2 separate regions of the Gadus morhua genome follow, and region 2 is linked to region 1. Evidence: chromatin contacts called from public Hi-C data. All regions are on one chromosome and are shown on one strand. Each heading gives the region's core, a stretch centred on a gene start, on an enhancer-like site or on the middle of the called end of the contact. The rest is flanking DNA. Distances are from core to core; before and after follow the strand shown. Region 1 holds the start of ncalda (neurocalcin delta a). Region 2 holds the start of LOC115553608 (sperm-associated antigen 1).

Region 1 (6,095 bases), core at 2,227-4,726:
TGTGCTCAAAAAAAATTTAAGACTTTAAACTCTGTCAGGGTAACTGAAAGCCTGTCAGCCAAAGGTCAAAGAATCATTGAAGTGAAATAAGCGAAATAATGCCCAACCGAATTAGCATTCTATTTGTGTCACTGTACATACAGTTACAAAGAGCGTGCAGTTTCAAACAATTTCAGCATTTTATAACAATTATTTAAATGCTTGTGCCATTGAAAGCATGGCAATTACACTTCCATTTTACAGGTAGAAGACAATGCACTTTTATTTAAACTTGAATAATAATATTCAGGGCTTTTGAATTCCAATTACGTCATGGGTTTTGGGTTTCATACATAAACTGAAACGCAGCTGTCCCATTTTGCAGTTTAATTTCAGTCAATTACGACACGATTGTGCTGACATACAAATCCAATACATTGTGTGTTTTTTATTGAAGCCCCTACAAGAGGGTTTAAAAAAAAAAAAGCTCATGAATTTCCCATGAGCTCCATTCACTGAGCATGTAGCAGGACACCTGCAGGTTGATCGCTCTGTGGTGTTAAATAGATGCATCTCTCCGCTTAAGCTGGGGTCTCTTTGCTTTACTGTAAAGGGATTTATTTATTTATTTTTTACTGTAAAAACACACGCCTCCATTCTTTCTTGCAAGGCACACCCCAATGCGTCATCGTTACTATACACATTGTTGAGACAAAGTCCAGAAAAAAGATGAGAGTAGCAGCTTGACACGTTGAGAAGTGACTTCACTTCACAAGCCCCTTACGGTCGTCTGCACGTAGTTTTAAAGCTTAAAATCCAAAATGATGGAATTATTTGGATATGGAAATGATGGGCTGTTAAGGCCTACCTTAATTTGAACGCCACCTAGAACAGATGGGTGTAGACATTGTACTATAATCACCAATATAACACAGGACTAGAATATTGCTCTGCTCACTCACAATAAACAATTTTAGATGGCAACAATACATTTGGGAAAATGGTAGTATTACCTGTAAAGACTATATTTCATGCCTCACATAATGCTTCCTGTCAGGCTTTTTGTTTTTAGGATTCAAAAAATGTGACACATTAATGTGACACAAAAAATCGGTAGTATCAGTACAATTATATGGACGCTCATATGGAGTATGTATGACTTTACTTATATGAATAACTATGCAAATAATGATAACCATAAAGCATTAGCCACCTGGCTGCAGCAGCCTTTTAACATGGCCTACAACAGACCTTTAGAACAACATTCCTCTTTGTGTCTCTTTGCATCTGTTATCTTATGTATCTTGGTTTCTAAAGGCCAGTGATTAAGTAAGGCTGTTTCAATCCATTTGTAAACTCCTTGAGTGCCCCTCAGGATCAGTGCCCCCCTGATCTTATGGAAGGCTCTGGTGTTACAATGATTCTCTTAGCACATGGCCCAAAAAAAGCTCTGAGCCATTCCAGGACAACTTGTGCCAATGCTAAAGCTGAACCATGTTATGTGGTTCAACCAGCTGTTGAGGCTTCTGTACACTCTAGTGATGTTTGCTGCAGAATCAAGCCCAGTGCACAGAGTTCCCAAAGGACTGGAGAAAAATGGATGGATAAAGTACATTATTTGAAGTTGTAGGCTGTTGAACTGAACAAAAGTATAATAGTATAAGTCAAATCTTTGAAAAACTATTAAAACACTGACGGCTGAGTCACCGACCAAAGAAGGGCCAGAATAACGACATGGCTGCCCGTAACATACAATGATCACTCATCCCAGCAGTCAGTTCTACTCCAATGCTGAGTAGTGATTCATCAGCTGAAGACCATATTCATTTGTCTGATGACATGAGCAACACCAAAGGTTTGTGAAAGGTTAAAACGGTTCCTACTGCTGCATGCGAGGGCTATTCACAAAAATTTGACCAATGTTGAATCTCATTGTCCCTGTCAACAAAAAGATATGGATTTATAAGCCTCTTCAAAGAGAAGTCTACAATACAAGCTGAGAAGTAGAAAACAGGACACATGGAAATTCTAGGTAATGTTAGCAAGTAAGTGCAAATCCCATCATTGGATTGCTTTACTGTGAATAGTGTGAAGTAATGAAATTACCTATTTATTTAATTATAAATGCTTTCATTAAGGAAATAGAGTTTTGCCATTGTCATCGAGTGGCATGTTTCAGAAGACTCTTACCAGTAGTAAAACGATTCAAGTGTAAAAGCCTACCAGGCCTGTTGACACTGACTAGATTTGACAGGAGCATCACTTTGCCTGATGATGTGTGACCTTCTCCAGATGTTGCCTCGTCTGTCTTTGTACAAGTAACACAACAAGTAGACAAGGTGAGAAATGTTCCAAGTGTGTAGAAAATTATTTTCCCAATGAGTTGGCTCCTCCAGTCTAGCACTCAGTCTGCTGGGTAACAGGAGTGCATAAAGACTGTGTAAACAAAACGAGATTGCAAACGGCTGTTATAGTTAGCTACTATGTAGCTTATCCAATGACTAGCTCACAGGGCTGTAGTTAGCGTCTGAGAAACTTGGTTAAGGAGTTGAACTAGGCCGGTTAAGACGTTATAACAGTCAGCTATCAGGGTACTACACATCATTAATGTTGGGGCATACACCTACTGAGCTATATTATGCCGCAGTGTAAGTTGCCAACGGTATAACATTATCTATTAGTAGGCTGCGAGAGGATCCTGGATTGGAGCGTTATTTCGATCTATATCCGGTCTCAAACTTATTTTGAACTGTGTAAACCCGTTAACAGTCTTTGGAGCCAGCAGAATAACAACACTACAAGTAGAAGAAGAACAACAACAACAACAACGAAAAGGAGGGAAATATTGTGTTTTGACGAAACTTCTGAATGAGCAATATCCTAAACATGTAACGGAAACGGATATCCCTTTATAGGATTCCCTCTCGCTCGTCGCTAGTCGATGTAACTGAAAGAACCGCCACCCTCTCTTCAATAACGATAATTGGGAGCATCCCGTTCCAGGCGTGACGAGAACGCATGGGGACAAGGTTCATCACATTAATATCGTTTTTTCTAACATATGGGTACTTGGTACTTGGTGTTGATTAGGCCCAGGCTAGAGGGAACCAATGGCCGGTTCCAATTTTACTATTATTATTAACTAACTAACTCTAACTAAGTTAGACTAACCCCGTAACACATAAATACATTGCATTCAGAAGATAAATCAAATCATATGACAAAGGTCCTAACAACATATACACGCTTCTTGTCCTGACAGGTTATCCTCGATGGGAGGAACCAAGGTATTACATTCAACTCCAAATTTAATTCAAAAGTATTTGGAAACTCACACAACTACGCCAACAGCAGTGATGGGTTTTCAACCACCGGTCGCTGGCCCCTGTTCTTGTCGGGGAAGTTGAGCACATGTATCACCACCATAAGGTCTCAGTGTTTGTGGGAAGGTGGATGCTTCATTACCGGTGTACGCTGTCAAATGTAAAGTAAACATAACACTGAGGGAGGAGCGTCATGGTACAGAAGGGACCGGGGATCCGGCAAGCACGTCCTTCTCTCTGCTAAACAATTAACTGAACATTTAAAAATGGTCCAACCTTCTAAACGCAGAATCATTGCCAAGTACAACAAATAATTATTAACAATCATCATCTCGTTAGATAAAGCCGATATCAAACAAAATGGAATCTGTGATCATAGCCTATAAAGTTCATAAGAAGAGGTTCCGCGCCACCTTGTGGCAAATAATAAGAAACAGGAAAAGTGGCATCAAAAAGTGAGGTTCATTCTATGATTATTATTTCCACAAATATAGGTAGGCCTATAAGGATAATAATAGTATATATATTTATACATCTGTCTGACTATTTGTAGGTCCGTCTGTCTGTTTGGAGCTTTTTACAGTCTATGGTTGAACCGTTTTTGATGTAGTCATACACGTGATGGCCGCTAGATGACGAACATGCTCAGCCAGAGTTATAATATCAGCAACTACCGATTAAAGACTGGGCACCTGAGTACAGAATGGCTTTAACATCGTGACGTCACATCACAATAACCTCTGCCATTTGGGAAGTTGGGGAGCATTGGAATGTCATTGGTATTAATTGTGATTTGGTAATCATTTAGAAATTAATCTTGCGATTATTTGTCATTATGGGGTGACGTTGTTGTGTTTATAGCAACCACAGCTTTTCTCATTAGAAATGTGGCAAAACAAAGTTTGGTTTAGCCTAGCTTACGGTATATTTATATTTATTAAGGAACACTGTACTACAACTCTATCAAGTCATCACAAGATGGCGGAGAATTGCTAACAAGAAAGTCCATTATGAATTCTGTACATGCGCTATACACACTACCTCTCTAGCTATTTTATATTATCGAGAGTTAGTAAGCCATCTTACCACTATGCATATTCATAAAAACACTTGTGTGTGTGTGTGTGTGTGTGTGTGTGTGTGTGTGTGTGTGTGTGTGTGTGTGTGTGTGTGTGTGTGTGTGTGTGTGTGTGTGTGTGTGTAACTTTACTATGATAGAGTTTCACAAGGATGGAGTTCTTCTTCTCTATGGTTCATGGTGATTAGTGTGTCACTATATTAATATAGAATGTTATTATTCTTAATATGATCATAGTAATAAACCTAGGATGTTCAGTATCTTTGTAAACACCCCAGAATGACAGCGGATCAAAATGAAATCCCTTCAACCTACTCCATGCTTGTCATCCCATCCATAAATTTATCCACACTTTAATAAGAAGAGGGGCAATCAACCAGAAGTGATGCTTGACGTGGTCATAAATTCTGCAGGAATACTAATTGGGGTGTTAGAGGGTCAGGGAGCCAAGCCTGGGACATAAAACATACTGTCATATGCTACCCAATAGTCCTCAAATCTGTCAATTTTCCATCTCTATAGTTAATGCACCTTATGCAGACCTATATTGTAGGCTTTAGTGAACCGGTGGATACCCTTATCACATTAACAACTGGGTAAAAGTACAGATAGATAGATAGATAGATAGACAGACAGACAGACAGACAGACAGACAGACAGACAGACAGACAGACAGACAGACAGACAGACAGACAGACAGACAGACAGATAGATAGATAGATAGACACTTTATTGACTGCATACTCCAACGTATCTAATCAAACCTCCTTTGAGAGAAAATCAGCAATGGATACATTTAATGTGCTGCAGAAAATCCCCATAAGTACTGGTATTATATTATTACTACTATTATAAGTATTATAGTATTTTTTTAAATTGTATATTATATTTAGTATTATCATATTGGCAATAATATTATTGTTATTATTATTTTTATTATTATCTCATCATTATTGTATATACTAATTTGTTGTTGTTGTTCTGTATTATTATATTCTACAATATTGTAGTAGTAGTATTAGCCATAGTAGTAGTGTTCTGATGCATCTTTATTGTCCTTAATTCCAATTACCTGACCTGTTTGATATGATTAATGGAGAATCGGGTTCCAAGTTACCATTCTTTACCTTCACAAAACACACTGGATGATGCCAGAGCATTCTATTATGGGCTTGAGGACCAGGGCAGAGTGTTGCAAGGGCCAACCAACAAAAGGATGCATCCAGGGGACAAAATTACATTAATAAGGAGGACAGCCGAGCTGCTATACAGAGAGAGTCGGCCTCAGAACGAAGGATCATTGAGAGAAAGCTGTCATAGAAATAGAAAAAAAGGCAAGACACAGGGAATGTGGTGGAAAAAAATGAATAAAAGAGTGAACAAATGAAATTAAGTCAGAAGAAAATATGTTTTAAATTATTCTAGTTGTATTTTGGAACATGAAATTGCTAATTATGTCAACAATGATTCCGTAAAATTGTTATCTCCAGAAAAGAATTGCTCATGCCTTTTAAACCGTGCAGCATTTTTAAATGAATTAATTAGCCGATCACAGTAATTACTGTTTATGTGGTTGTTAATGAGCCCAAAGGCAAGCGAACTGCACTCATCCAAATTACACTCATGAGGCACCGAGCCAAGAAAAGGTCCAAACCTGAGGGCAGCGCGTTAAACATTCAGCGACTTCCTGCGGAAGAGATCGAGACCAGGAAGAG
Region 2 (6,095 bases), core at 2,357-4,856, 130 kb before region 1:
TTGTTTTTTGGGTTGTTTGGTTTGAATATCTTGCTTTCTTTAGAATTCCTGAAGCTTTATGGGGGGGTGGGAAGGGTGGGATACTTTTGTTGGGAGGGGGGATATTACTTAGCAATGTTGTTTTTGCTGCTTTTCTTTTTGTTTGTCATGGTTTTTATTTGGTTAAGAGAAAAATGAAAATGGAGAACCGTCTTACTTCCTGTAAAATGTAATATGCTTGATCCTAAAAAAAAAAAGATTCCTGAAGCTTCACATTCGTGTGATGGATTGGCTTCCACACTTACTTGGATAAACTTCTCTCGTTTGCTGCTACTGCTGCCGCCAGAGTGTGATGTGTTGAGCTCGGAGGGGGTTAAAGTGCTTTTAGCGGACTGTGGGGTGCAGTAGGACAAACTCCTGGACTGGGACTGGATGGAGCCCAGCACGGCCCTCTTGGTTAGGGCAAGCCTGGTCTCAGCGTCTGTGACGTGGACAGTCCCACCCTGCTGGGAAACAAAACCATCATAAGTCTTCTCTACAGTGTCCATCTTGGATACAGTAAACAGAAAAAAAACAACGCAGCCTAGTCTTCAACATTCAAGGCTTGAATGAATAAAGACTAGCTTAGTAAATCGCCTATTGAGATCTTCTTTACCTCTAGAGCAGCTTCCAGGTCCCTGAGGTGACGCCTTCTCCTGGAGCTGGCCCGACTATCCTGGCCAATGATGTTATCCCAGCTGGGGCACACCTGACCAAATCTGAAAAAGATGGTAATATTGGAGTTGGGGTTCGATTATTGGGTGAGTATTTTTCTGTGTTCCATGGGGTCGGTAAAAGCTGGTTTGGAAGTATGCGAGTGTCTGACGCCGACTGATCGTGGCTCTGTTTAACCACCATGAATGCTTGACTGACCTGTGGACGTCCTCGGGGCCCAGGTGGTTGAGGATGACACCCAGGATGTGCCAGAGGTTCCTATTCTTTAGCTCCGTGAGGACGTCCAGCCTCCCCACGCCCATCTTCCTGCCGATGAGGCCCGCCAGGGGCATGCTGGTTCTGATGGGCACCGGGCTCTCCAGCAGCGCCACCGCAGACCGCAGCTCCAACTCTAAGCTGGGGATCTGGTCCTGCGTCATGGAGTCCTTCCGGAGACACATGGCACGAACCAGCTGCAGGGCGGGAGTCAGAGCGAGGTACTCCAGGCCCGCTGGAATGTTACGGAGTGGGGTGGCTTTGCGACCGGCGGTGGCGGCTGCACTATAACAGGGTGCTGTGTCTCTCTTGCCCATGGGCGTGCGGAGAGGTGTGGCAGTGTCTACTATTGCGGCGACCATGCCGAGGGGCGTCCTCCGATTGCCTAGCTCTAGGCCGGAGGAGCCTGACGGCGTGGTGTTGCTGACCAGAAACACCTCATCCACCTTAAGGGGGCTGTAGCACACGGAGAGGCGCTTGCCACCAGGGTGTGGTTGACCAACGTGGCGGCCATCCTCCTCGGACTGAGAGCCCCCCTCCCGCAGTGTGGAGAGCCTCTGCTGCCGCTGGAGGCGGGACCGCCGCCTCCCATCAGATAGGTGCAGCGCCTCCGCACCGGCCCGGGGGCCCGAGGAGGAGAGCAGCAGCTCCTGGAAGGAGCCGTCGTGCTCCCTCGACGAGTCTTGGGATTTATCGAGGACCGTGGAACCAAAGCCGCTGTCCTCGGACAAAGATCTGCTTGCATAAAGATCCGGGGTTAGGGTTAACAGACAATGTGAAACTGAACCCGTCATGTAGATATATGGCATTTTATGTTGCGAATTTATTACCGGCTTCAAGAAAGTATTGATTTTCATAAAAAAAAAAAAAAGGCAAATACCTGATATAGGTGGGGGTAAGTGCAGCGGAGGGTGTGTTCTGAGCACAGGGACTCTGACCAGGACTGGCTGCCATCATGTTGACTGGTGTTTGAAAGCTTTCACTTTCAAGTGCAGGCAGGAACTTCCCAAAGGGTGGGGTCCCCAACTGGTCTGTGGCACAGTGTCCAAAGGAGCCGATGCGTTCCTCGAGGTCCGTGTTGGAGGATAGAGAGACGTTCCCTTCATGGTCGTCACTGGTGTTTCTCCCATATTCATGAGTGGACGTCTTGACTTGAGCATAGAAGAGACGCCGTTTCCTTGTCGACAGTGGTGATCGGCAATCCAGCTCCGATTTAGACTTACTGGAAGAAAATATTCCAGACCCACTGAAATGGTGCTTGGCCCCCAACCTGAGTGACACCTCTATGACTTTAGTGCAGGGTGTTGTTTGTACTTCAGTTTTGGCATCTGTGGTGGATTTAGCATTACCCATGATAAGTCTTCGCCGCAAAAGGCCATCTTTCTTGGATGTTTTGGGTGTTTCACACCAACCCACTTCCAAAGGTGGTTGTGCCCTTCTCGAATCATTCCCCGAAAGTCTGGTTGTTTCGGTAGTTCTTTCCTTCTTAGGAGTTACTGCAAGATTCTCTTTTGGCGTTTCGTTGTTATCTTCGGGGGACAAATATCGACATGGTGCACACTTAGCTCCATTGGTTTTCCCAGGGAAGCTTTGCACATCCGAGTAACCACTGTCAAAAGAGCTGCTGTGGTATGGGTGCTTCTTGAAACCCTGAACCCCAGAATCTGGCGTGCAATCCATTCTTGCAATGGGCTAGCCTCAAGCACTCTTCAAAGCAAAGGGTTGGACAAGGATGTCAAAATCCCTGGGGAAAGAAAGTACACACCTTTGTTTAGTCTATGGTGAAGGTGATCCATGATAAACATTTAATGGAAGTAAACAATTTAACCAGCTAACCCAAGTGTGGCTCTGGTGACACTCGAGGTCTAGTTTGAACAGCTTTATAATTACAAAAATGGATCATGTGAAGTGCTTATTCCCCTTTGTTTAGCCAACTGTAAACTGTTACAGGTCATCCACAACCTCTTCCGTTCTATCACTGTTGCTATGACACTGGAGGTGTCCTTTTAAACTACCAGTGGTTTGGATTTCACCGCAAGGTCTCGCTATTACGAGTCAGACCCCGCTCAAAAGTCAGCCGCAGCCGCCAAAAGAAATAGTCGATCTAAGCAACCCGCTTTTGTGGCTCCTCCCCTGCTGCTCTTCATTGTGTACTACATCCCCATCCCGCATAAAACAACCCATGAAAACAAATGAAACAGGAACAAAGTTGTATGAGTCGTTATTATTCGTGGTGAATTCAGAGGGAATTTAAATAAAATAACTAGCATCCACCCGCTAGCCAGCTAGTGAAGGACTTGCGATTCGACATGGATGCTTCTGGGAGGGAAAGAAACGCACACTTGACCGTTAATCATATGAACAAAATAAACCTACCTTCAAATACAAACAGCTGCAACAAAGGCTCATTCCATGGGGCCAGGAGTTTAAAAGATAGTCTCTTCCGGAGCTGCTGCTTCTGTTGGTTTGGGCTCCATTAGCTACATTTGGTCCGCAGCTCTAAGCAGGACACAACCCTAGCCACGTTTTCAAATTTGGAGCCTTTCTCCTGACGTGATGACGTACTTCCAGGCAACTTTACGTTGACGACGTCAGGTTGCCATAGAAACAGCATTCACTCTGCCGTTCAGTTATATACAGGTTTTTAAAAAGGAAACTTACAATTTTAAGAAAGCAGTTCCGTGTTTTTTTTTTTAACTTTTAGTTGTTTGGATGGATTAGTACGATTACTATCTATTTAATTTATCCATTCCAGCAAACGGCGGTGAATAACATTCATACAAACACGGACCTGTGCTTTAATTTCCGTTCACTATGAGTGTGAGCGAAGTTTCTTCCCTTTTGAACCGAGACAACACATTCTCAGCCACTCTCGACCATGATGGAAAAGTTCCTGTGGAACATTTAGATTATGGGTACATTGAAAAATGCAAGAACGTCAAGCATTTGGAGAAGATCTTGAGAGTGCTAAGGTAAGCACCCACTTTTGATGATTATATGTCACAAGCACTAGTTTAGTCTCTCTGCGTCTAAAAACGAATGCAAATATAATATATGTGCAAAAAGAAAAATGTATATACATGGAAAATGGAATGATGGCAAGCTTTGAAAGTAATAAGCAGGAATCATCTTGTGCCATATTCCTTCAAGGTCTGGAGAAGAGGGAGTGTACCCCCATCTGAACCAGTTCTGTGAGGATCGCGTGAAGAGCCTGGACCCCACAAGTCGAGCCCTGAGAAAGGAGCAACCTGTAGCCACGGCCGCCAGCCTCCCCACAGAGGAATGGAGCCAAATCCGTGAAGATCTACAGGTACTGAAGGACTGAAGAAGACCGGATCATACATGATCTTCCTCAGCCTGATGTCCCTCCAATAGTGCCTTTCATTAAGTGTGTCTTCTTCACAGCGATGGCAGGAAGAATCGAAAGACTTGGAGGCGTTGATGCTACAACCGTCTATATTTCACGGTATAGGAAATGAAAATGTACCGCCCGTACGAGGCACTAACATTTCTGTTCCCCTCGGCCAGGTGAGATGCTAGAACAATCTCTGCACATTGTTTCTTCTTGTCGGTCTCTGAACAAATACAGATTCATAAATATACTCTGATTTCTTCTCAGAATCCAGCAAGCAAGGCAAAGAATAAGCCCCCAAAACGAGCTCTTCCTCTCGACTACAAAGATTGGGATAAGTGAGTTATATCGGTTTCTTCAGGAAGGGTGTGTTTAAAAAAAGAGAGGATTCAGTACGGTATCTAATCCAACAGGAGACTTGTTGTGTTCAAAGAGGCACCACGTGTCACAGTAAGATCACTGTGGCTTAATAGATCTGGTAAATAGATGATATTATTAGTGTGTCAGTTGTCCATTCTGTATACCTAAACGTGCTTCCATTTCTCCAAGGTATGATGTTGACAAAGAATGTGAAATGATTGACGGAAGTGAGTCCAAAAAGGATCCAGCTCCTGTCATCAATTCTGGCCACGTCAAAATCAGAACCAGAGTGGACGTCACAAGTAAAACTCCCCTTACAGAGTCTCTTCCTACGAATTATTTGATCAACAGCCACATTTTTGGCATCACTTATGTGTCTCTGTGTGTGTTTAATTCGTGACCCCTATTAAACCACCTTCTAGCCCTGACTGAGAAGGAGAAGCTCCTCATGGCAAGCCGTGAGAAAGACAAAGGCAACGAGGCATTCAGGGCCAAAGGCTATGAGGAGGCTGTTGCGTACTACACCAGGTCAGAGGCTTCTTATTTGATGTGCTTCCATTCCCACAGGGAGTGGTCAATTGCGATTTGCATAGTACCTCATATTTATACTTTCTCTCTCTTTCTTATTTTCCATTAAAAAAAATAGGAAAGACAGAGTTTAGGTCTAGTCCCACTGCAGTTTATAGTATAACATTTGCATAAAGTATAACATGTTAAGGTACAATGGTCAAATTCCGTGTTTGTTGGGCCATTTACCACACGGAACTGTTACGGAGCATTCATTTACTTATATTTAAACATTGTCCATGATATGTAGGAGCCTCTCTATTGTCCCCACGGTGGCTGTGTTCAACAACAGAGCCCAGGCAGAGATCAAACTCCAGCGCTGGCACCGGGCCCTACAAGACTGCCAGAGAGTCCTGGAGCTGGAGCCCATCAACCTGAAAGGTGCTTTTAAAAGATGCCCATGATAAGGCTGACCTAATATTAGTGTTTACAGCAAGGCAACACAGTGATGTTACCGGTTCTCATATGGAGATGTTGTCATATTGTCATTCCATTCCTGCATTGCAGAGAGATGTTAGAGGTGAAGTGTGTAGGATTTAGGGGCATTTAGCGGTGAGGTTGCAGATAGAACCAACTGGATATATTAAGTCTGTACAACAACTATAGGTTATAGCTTTCAAGTAAGGTTGTTATCCCAAGATAAGATAAGATAAGATAGCTTATTCTCTAGAGCAGTTCTTCAGTTCTGGGCTACTGCAGAAACATGGTGGCGAAACATGGCATCCTGGCATGTAAACAAACAGGTTGGCTAGCATTTTATATTTGCAGAATAAGTTATAGGATGTGATTTTATTGATAACATCATCAAAATCCTTATCGATTAGCATTGATTAAAGTATATTGCCTGGTCATTTTGAGGTTCAAGCTA

The links. Hi-C and Micro-C count contacts between places; a contact is called where the count stands out from the background.
Region 2: a Hi-C map of blood shows a contact between it and region 1, with 3 times the contacts expected there. The contact joins the promoter of LOC115553608 here to the promoter of ncalda in region 1. A contact is called at or near these places in 3 of 6 Hi-C or Micro-C datasets (blood, gonad and heart).

What each region holds. Positions count from the first base shown.
Region 1 is chr11:13,788,676-13,794,770 of gadMor3.0, reverse strand. It overlaps ncalda (neurocalcin delta a), which reads right to left and starts at 3,476. Exons shown (of 5, transcript XM_030369794.1): 1 at 3,315-3,476.
Region 2 is chr11:13,921,847-13,927,941 of gadMor3.0, reverse strand. LOC115553608 (sperm-associated antigen 1) reads left to right here and starts at 3,606. Exons shown (of 18, transcript XM_030370010.1): 1 at 3,606-3,920; 2 at 4,099-4,258; 3 at 4,354-4,476; 4 at 4,568-4,638; 5 at 4,850-4,962; 6 at 5,083-5,188; 7 at 5,478-5,608. The coding sequence starts at 3,763. fbxo43 (F-box protein 43) reads right to left here and starts at 3,561. Exons shown (of 6, transcript XM_030370015.1): 1 at 3,325-3,561; 2 at 1,829-2,692; 3 at 892-1,686; 4 at 635-737; 5 at 285-482. The coding sequence starts at 2,628.